Regions from separate parts of the Oryctolagus cuniculus genome. Here region 2 is linked to region 1. A link is a contact called in public Micro-C data. All regions are on one chromosome and are shown on one strand. The core of a region is the stretch at or near the end of the contact, and the rest is flanking DNA. Distances in the headings are between cores, read along the strand shown. Region 1 holds the start of MOB1B (MOB kinase activator 1B). Region 2 holds the start of RUFY3 (RUN and FYVE domain containing 3).

Region 1 (3,230 bases), core at 358-2,857:
AAAGACTTCTAAAAAGGCACCCAGTCCCCTCCTCTAGCACTATTTCAATCTTACAAATTCAGAATCAACGTCCAGGATAAAGTCTAAAAACGGGGCTTCAGGCTGACAAAAGCCAGGTCCCCTACGCACATGGAAAATAATAGCCAGTTTGCGGGCAGTTAACCGTCCGTGATCGCTCGATAGACACCCTAAAAAGAATTAATATTGTAGATATAAGCCACGTGGAAATAAGGGTGAATTAAAACATCAGAAGTCAGATGCCAAGGGGATGACTAAAAAGTAATGGGCGACTGGGAAGTAAGTGCAATCAGCCCAGAAAACAATCTTCCAAAACGCTTATCTCGTCCACCACAGTGAAGGAGTGTACGGAGTCGGTTTCCAACTCCCACTTCACACTGGCTTTCCAAACGCAGAGGAACCACGGAGGAACCACACACAGCGAAGCCTTCAGGAGAGTTATTCCTCGGGGCGTAACCGGAGGCCCGCCTGCTGCCTCCACACCCTCATCTGGCCGCCTCATCTTTCCGCCCTGCCCTCTCGGCCCCCTTCCGCCCCAAACTCTTCTGGAATAAGCGATAAGTACAGCGAAATAATGACCAGCACTCAATGAGACTCTACCGATGGCATCCTCCAATGAGTCGCGCAACAACCCCCTGGGGGGACCTAACCAACACTGTGGCATGCAGGCAGCTCCAGATACCCCTGCCCAAGACCCCAGGCTGTCACCGGAGAAGGACTCCGATCCGCATCGGAGTTACAGCCACAGGGCTTGTCCCCTATCTCCCCACCCCTACGGCCTAAGAAGGAAGTTTACAAGGTCCCGGCGTGACAGGGGAAAGAGCAGGACGCTCAATCTTCCGTGCCTGGGACGCAGAAACGAGTCGGAGCCCGACGGGAGTGGGCGGTATCTAGGAAAAGCGTGCGGATAAACAATCGCCGGCAGGAGTGCGAAGGCAGCGCTCGGGCTGACGGAGAAATCGGACACACACACACACACACACACACACACACACAGCCGGGAGTACCGGGGGAAACAGCCTCCTGCGGCTCGGGGACTCCACGCGCGCTACAAGCCAGCCGAGGCGGCGGCGGCGGCGGTGGCGTCCCGGGAGCTACAGCTGCAGCTCCGGAGCTCCGCCCGGGGGGCAACGCCCGGCAGGGCAGCGCGGAGCGAGGCCACCGGGCCGGGCGGGACGGCGTGCAGGCAGGCGGCCGGGGCCCGCGGCCCAGGTCGCGCCCAAACAAAGCCGACGCGCGCAGGGGCCTGCTACTCACAACAAGAAGCTCATGTCGGCCGCGGCGTGGGCTACGGGCGCGGGGATCGCAAGGCCTCAGGGGCGGCGGCGGCCGGGGAAGCGGAGGACAGGCGAGAGGAAGACAGGCGCAGAGTAGGAGGGCAGCGCCGGCTGCTCGGCGGCCGCAACTTGCTGGGCTTCGCTGGTTCCAATGGCAGGCAGAGGGGGCGGAAGTGGGAAGCGCAGAGCGTGCAGCGCTCAATGGGAGGAGAAGCTAAGGGAGGCGGGGAAAGGGCCGCCCGCCGGCTCCTCTGACACCGCGCCGCTCCCAGGCGTCCACTTCCCCAGGCCCCTGCCACCCTCACTAACCGAGCTCTCGCGAGAGCCGCGCGCGCCCACCCGGCGCCTCCTGCTGGGCCCGGGGTCGCCGGCCTAATGGTCACCTTTGGGCCCAGGGAGCCCTTTGCCCGCCCAGGCCTGTCCGCCAGGTCGGGGGTCGCGGGCAGAGCGCTAGCTGGGCTTCACGGTCGGGGAGGAAGTGGGCGGCAGCTCCAGGAGGCCAGGGTCCTGCGGAGAGGGACTGAAGGGCCACCGGGGTTCTGCCCACCCTGAGTGCCCGGTCCAAGGTGAGGTGAGGCTATGCAGTCTCCTTCTCTGCCAGTATTTAAGGTCAGGGAATGGTTTGGATGTGGTTCTGCCCGAAGAGAGGAAAGGGGACTAAATGAGCTTTCAAGGTCGCTGCCCTGTGATGGGAGCATTTTAAAGCCCTGAATTAGGTCAGGGTCTCTGGGTCCCTGTCTGAACTGGCAGGCCAGGCTGTCATCAGCTCCTGGGAAAACTGAGGGAGCCCTGGGGAGAGCTGGAGTCACCACGGACACTACTAGCAAGGTAGGCGGGTCATCATCAGAGACAACACTGAGGCGGGGCCAAAGCCCCCGGTAAATGCAGGGTGAGGTGCAAAACATGCTGGAAGCTAGAAAAAATTCAGTCTCACTTATGGAAGCACTTTTGTTCTCTCCTAGTTAAGGGGCCCAGAGCAAGGCTTTATGTTCTAAGAATGCGCCTGCGGCATTGTCAATTTGAGGAGGACTATGGGTACCCGTTTGTTTTATGCAAGAGCTGTCCATGTTACGGACACCCATCAAATCCACAAGTTCTCAAAGAATCCCAACAAAACAAATGTGCAGATATTAACCCGCCTTTGACTTAAAGTTCCAAAGGGCAGAATACACTTGAAGGAGATGCAAATGTGAACTTTATTTTCTTATATGTCACATTATTAGTTTAGGCATGGCGATAAAATAGTTAAAAACAAAAATAGAGGAAAATATTGAGATCTCACACTATTAGGGGAACTGCAGAGGTCACTGGAATAATTTGAGAATTACAGGCCCAAAACATGCCACAAAAGGAGGAAAGAGGAGGACTGAGCTAAATATAATAAAAATCATGGATTTATTATGTAAAACCCCTGTGTTTGAAATATTCCTATACTACTTTTTTTAAGAGTTATTTATTTATTTATTTGAAAGTCAGAGTTAGAGGGACTATGTGCGTGCAGATGGTGTCACCTGGACCTCCAGCTGCAGCACGCGGGGATTTAAGACAATGGCCAAGAACAAATTAAGAGGACAGAAGTCCAAAAATGTATTTCACATAGCCAGCCAAAAAAACTTTAAGGCTAAAAACAAAGCAAAACCAGTTACTACTAATCTTAAGAAGATAAACATTGTGAACGAAGACAAAGTTAACAGAGTGAACAAAGCTTTTATAAATATACAAAAGGAACTTGCAAACTTCTCAAGGGGCCTTTCTCTGGAACCGTTACAGAAAGAGCTGATTCTTCAGCAGAGTCATGAAAATGAACCTGTTAATGTTGATGAAGCTACAAGATTAATGGCTCAGTTGTAATGCAGCATGATGTGATGGAATCCCCCCCCCCAAAAAAAATTCAATAAATTGTTTTATACAAAAAAAAAAAAAAAAAAAAAAAAG
Region 2 (3,230 bases), core at 308-2,807, 170 kb after region 1:
GTCACCCACGTGGGAGACGCGAACTGAGTTCCTGGCTCCAGGCTTTGGGGAGTTTTGGGCATCTGGGAGACTGAACCAGTAGATGGGCATTCTCCATTTGCTGCTCAAATAATAACAGCAATAATAAATTGAGAGGCGCCTTCCCGCATCACCTCAGGCAAGTTTCTCTCCCTTTTCAGAACTCCTACAGCAAAATATTTGGCTTGTTTTGCAAGTCAGCCACATTTTCACACTGTAAGATCTTGGCTTTGTAAACCCGATTTAACTCTGCTCCCAGAGTCTTCACAGCGCCCACCCTGAGGCCGCTCAGGGTCAGCACCGAGCGGGGTTCACAGCGTGCGACAGCGGCTTAAAAAAAAAAAAAAAAAAAGGCGAAGGCCTCTTCCTGACAAAAGCTAGAATCCTGGGAGGTGCCCTTCCAGAGCCACGCCGCTCCGGGCTGCTGTTCCCACTCCCGCAGACGGATCCATCCTATTTATGGAGACGGAGTGAGCGCACTTGAGAATGTGCTAGTACACTGAGGCCGGCCGGGCGGCGGCCACACCTACTCGGCGGCCCCGGCGCCCGCCTGCAGCCCGCAATCGGAGGCTCGGCGGGGCTGCGGGGGTCTCCGGGCGCCGCCTCCACCTCCACCGCCCCGGGACGGGTCCCAACATGGGCCCCAGCGCCGAGGGCTGGGGCTGAAGGAGGCTCGACGCCCCCGCGCGAGCACGTGGGAGGCCGGCTCGAGCAGGGAGGGAGGCCAGGCCCGGCGGGGGCCCGCGGCCTGGGGAAACTTGAGGTACAAAACCCGGCGCCCGGACCGCGGCCGCCCCGCCCAGGTGCCTCCTCGCCGCGCCCCGACACCGCGCCGCGCCGCGCCGGGGGCTGTCCCCAGCGCCCCCGCCTCCCGGCCGGCCCGGCTCCACACACACTAGCGGGAGGCGGAGCTCCTCGGGGGCCGGGCCGGCGCTTCCCGGCCGAGTGCCCCCTTCCCCGCCGCCACTCACGGTGCTTGCCGCCGCCGCCGCCGCCGCCGCCGCTCGGGTAGCTCAGCAGCAGGAAGGGCAGCGGGGAGCCCGGGGACGGCGGGGTCCTCCAGGAGCGCTGTTGCTGCGGCGGTGGGCGCGCTGCGAAGCCCGAGGCTCCATCGCCCGGGTAGAGCAGGAAGAAGGGGGCGGCCACCGGCGAGTCCGGCTCCGATGGCCCAGCGGGGGAGGCCGGCGGCGGCGGCCCCGCCTCGCCCTCGCGGTCCGCGCCTCCGGCAGGGGCGCTCCGCGGCTCCTCCGGCCGCCGCTCTCCGCCCCTCGCCGGCTCCTCGCTGCAACTTTCGGCACCAGCGGCGGGCGGCGGCGGCGGCGGAGGGGTCTCAGCCATGCTCGTGCCCTCCTTGGCCGCCGCCTCCGACTCGGCGCGGGAACCCGGGCGGAGGAGCTGAGGGTTACGGCCGGGAGCTGCCGCCCCGTCCCGTCCGCGCCGCCGCCACCTTTCTCCTTGGCCACGGGCAGTGCCTCGACTCCGCCGCGCGGCCCACAGCCCGCCCCGCCGGGCCCGAGCCAGCCGGAGGGACGGCCCCGCCCGACGGCGCGGCCTGCCTACCGGCCGCCTCCTCCCGCCGCCCCTCCCTCCCTCCCTCGCTGCCCGGGCCCCAGCCTGCGACTCGGCTCCCCTAGGGGGCAGCGTCCGCCTTCTCCCGCCTCCCCGCCTCCCGCTTCCCCGCGGCCGGGCCGAGCTCGCCCCCGACCCGGGGAGCGCCGGGCGCCCCGCGGCGCGTCCTGACCGGCCCGGGCCCCCGGGGGCGAGCCGGGCGTGTTTGCCCCCTGGTGCCTTGAAAGGTGGGGAAACCTGGCCTAGTACCGTGCAGCGTTTCTGTCTAACTGCCAACTGATCGGCAGCGCGAAGGCACAAAGCCCTGGGTGGAAGGAGAGGCGAAAGCTCGTTTTAAAAAGGCGCCTGCCTGCCTCCCCCCCGCCCCGGGTAGAAAACGGTACCATTTGCCTTTCGCACCCTGGAACTTCAACCGTGGATACACGGTTTTGATTCATGAGCGTTTTAGGTGATAAACCAGAGGTGGGTGTCCTCCTTCGACCTCGTCTTTTGTTCCCTGTCATGTGCGTGGTATAGAAATATTGTATTTGCTTTGACTGAAACTGCCTGGTTTGCCAGTGCTCCCGGTGCGCATGAGTGCATTTTAAGCCAACCAGCTCGAGATTTATATGACAAGTGCCTGTGACAGGTGGACAGTTTTCCCTCTGATAGAGCCTGGGTCTCGCCAGAAACTGCCTAGCATTGGTTTAGGTTACATATTTGCATCCGTGGTTGTTGATTCACTTGACCCCGCAAGGAAACGCGTTTCTCCACGAGAGAGTTTCCAGCTACTCTCGTTATTCTCCTCCCTGGATTCCCAGCTGATGAGCTTTGTGTTCGGGTTGCAGAATGCTGGCATGGAGTCCATGTTGACTCGTAATTAAAAATCACTGTTGTGTAACATATTGCCCACCTGCTTTCCCCGCCGCCTCTGTTGAGTCTTTCCCTCCGAAGAGGAAGTTGTATACTCTCCTGAAAGAAAAAGTGATCCTTTAAAAAATACTGTTGTCTATAAATCACTCTTGAAAATACCACCAGAAATTACTTCTAATACTGTCAATTTCCCGTCTTTGAAGCCAGAAGCATTGAAACAGAGGAATGTTGCCAAGAAGCTAACTTCAGGTAGTCTTAGAAAATTTCATAGCATCCTAGTTTTGGGTGTTTTCCTGACCTGTTGAATCCAGCCCTACTAACTACTTGAGTAAGTTATTTGTGCTCTTCTATAGAAAGATTTTATTACTTACTTGATAGAGCTATTGTGAGTGGTTAAGCAATAGAACGCGATATAACATAGGATTAAATCATTATTATTAGAGGTATTTGATCATTTTGGCAAATAGCTTGTTACTTATAATAATGAAAAGCTGAATCGGGGAACAAAGCATTTTCATCGTGTCTTTAGAATGTTGGAGGTTTGTTGGACCTTTTTGTTTCACTCCTGATGATGGTGAGCATCCTGATAAAAAGATGTACTTGCCTTGTAGGATTGTGAACCGTATACTGACTTGAGAAAAAGATTCTAGATTTATGGCTTTAAAATCCATCCTTAATTGGATATCTTTTCTTGCTCTTGCATGTAGAAATTCCAAAGGATCGTATGTTCTTGTCAGACTCCTTCATAGAAATGGTTTGCAATGTTTCAGTAAAGAATCTGACAAGAATTT

Evidence for each region. Hi-C and Micro-C count contacts between places; a contact is called where the count stands out from the background.
Region 2: a contact with region 1 is called in a Micro-C map of ear pinna, with 4 times the contacts expected there. The contact joins the promoter of RUFY3 here to the promoter of MOB1B in region 1. A contact is called at or near these places in 2 of 6 Hi-C or Micro-C datasets (ear pinna and an unstated tissue).

Annotation. Positions count from the first base shown.
Region 1 is chr8:94,615,522-94,618,751 of mOryCun1.1, forward strand. MOB1B (MOB kinase activator 1B) reads right to left here and starts at 1,608. Exons shown (of 5, transcript XM_070048045.1): 1 at 1,276-1,608. The coding sequence starts at 1,289. LOC100356732 (ribosomal biogenesis factor-like) reads left to right here and starts at 2,761. Exons shown (of 1, transcript XM_002717117.5): 1 at 2,761-3,230. The coding sequence starts at 2,844. The coding sequence ends at 3,146.
Region 2 is chr8:94,783,846-94,787,075 of mOryCun1.1, forward strand. RUFY3 (RUN and FYVE domain containing 3) reads right to left here and starts at 1,558. Exons shown (of 18, transcript XM_051819714.2): 1 at 990-1,558. The coding sequence starts at 1,356. It overlaps LOC138843560 (a long non-coding RNA gene), which reads left to right and starts at 2,640. Exons shown (of 3, transcript XR_011378406.1): 1 at 2,640-2,767.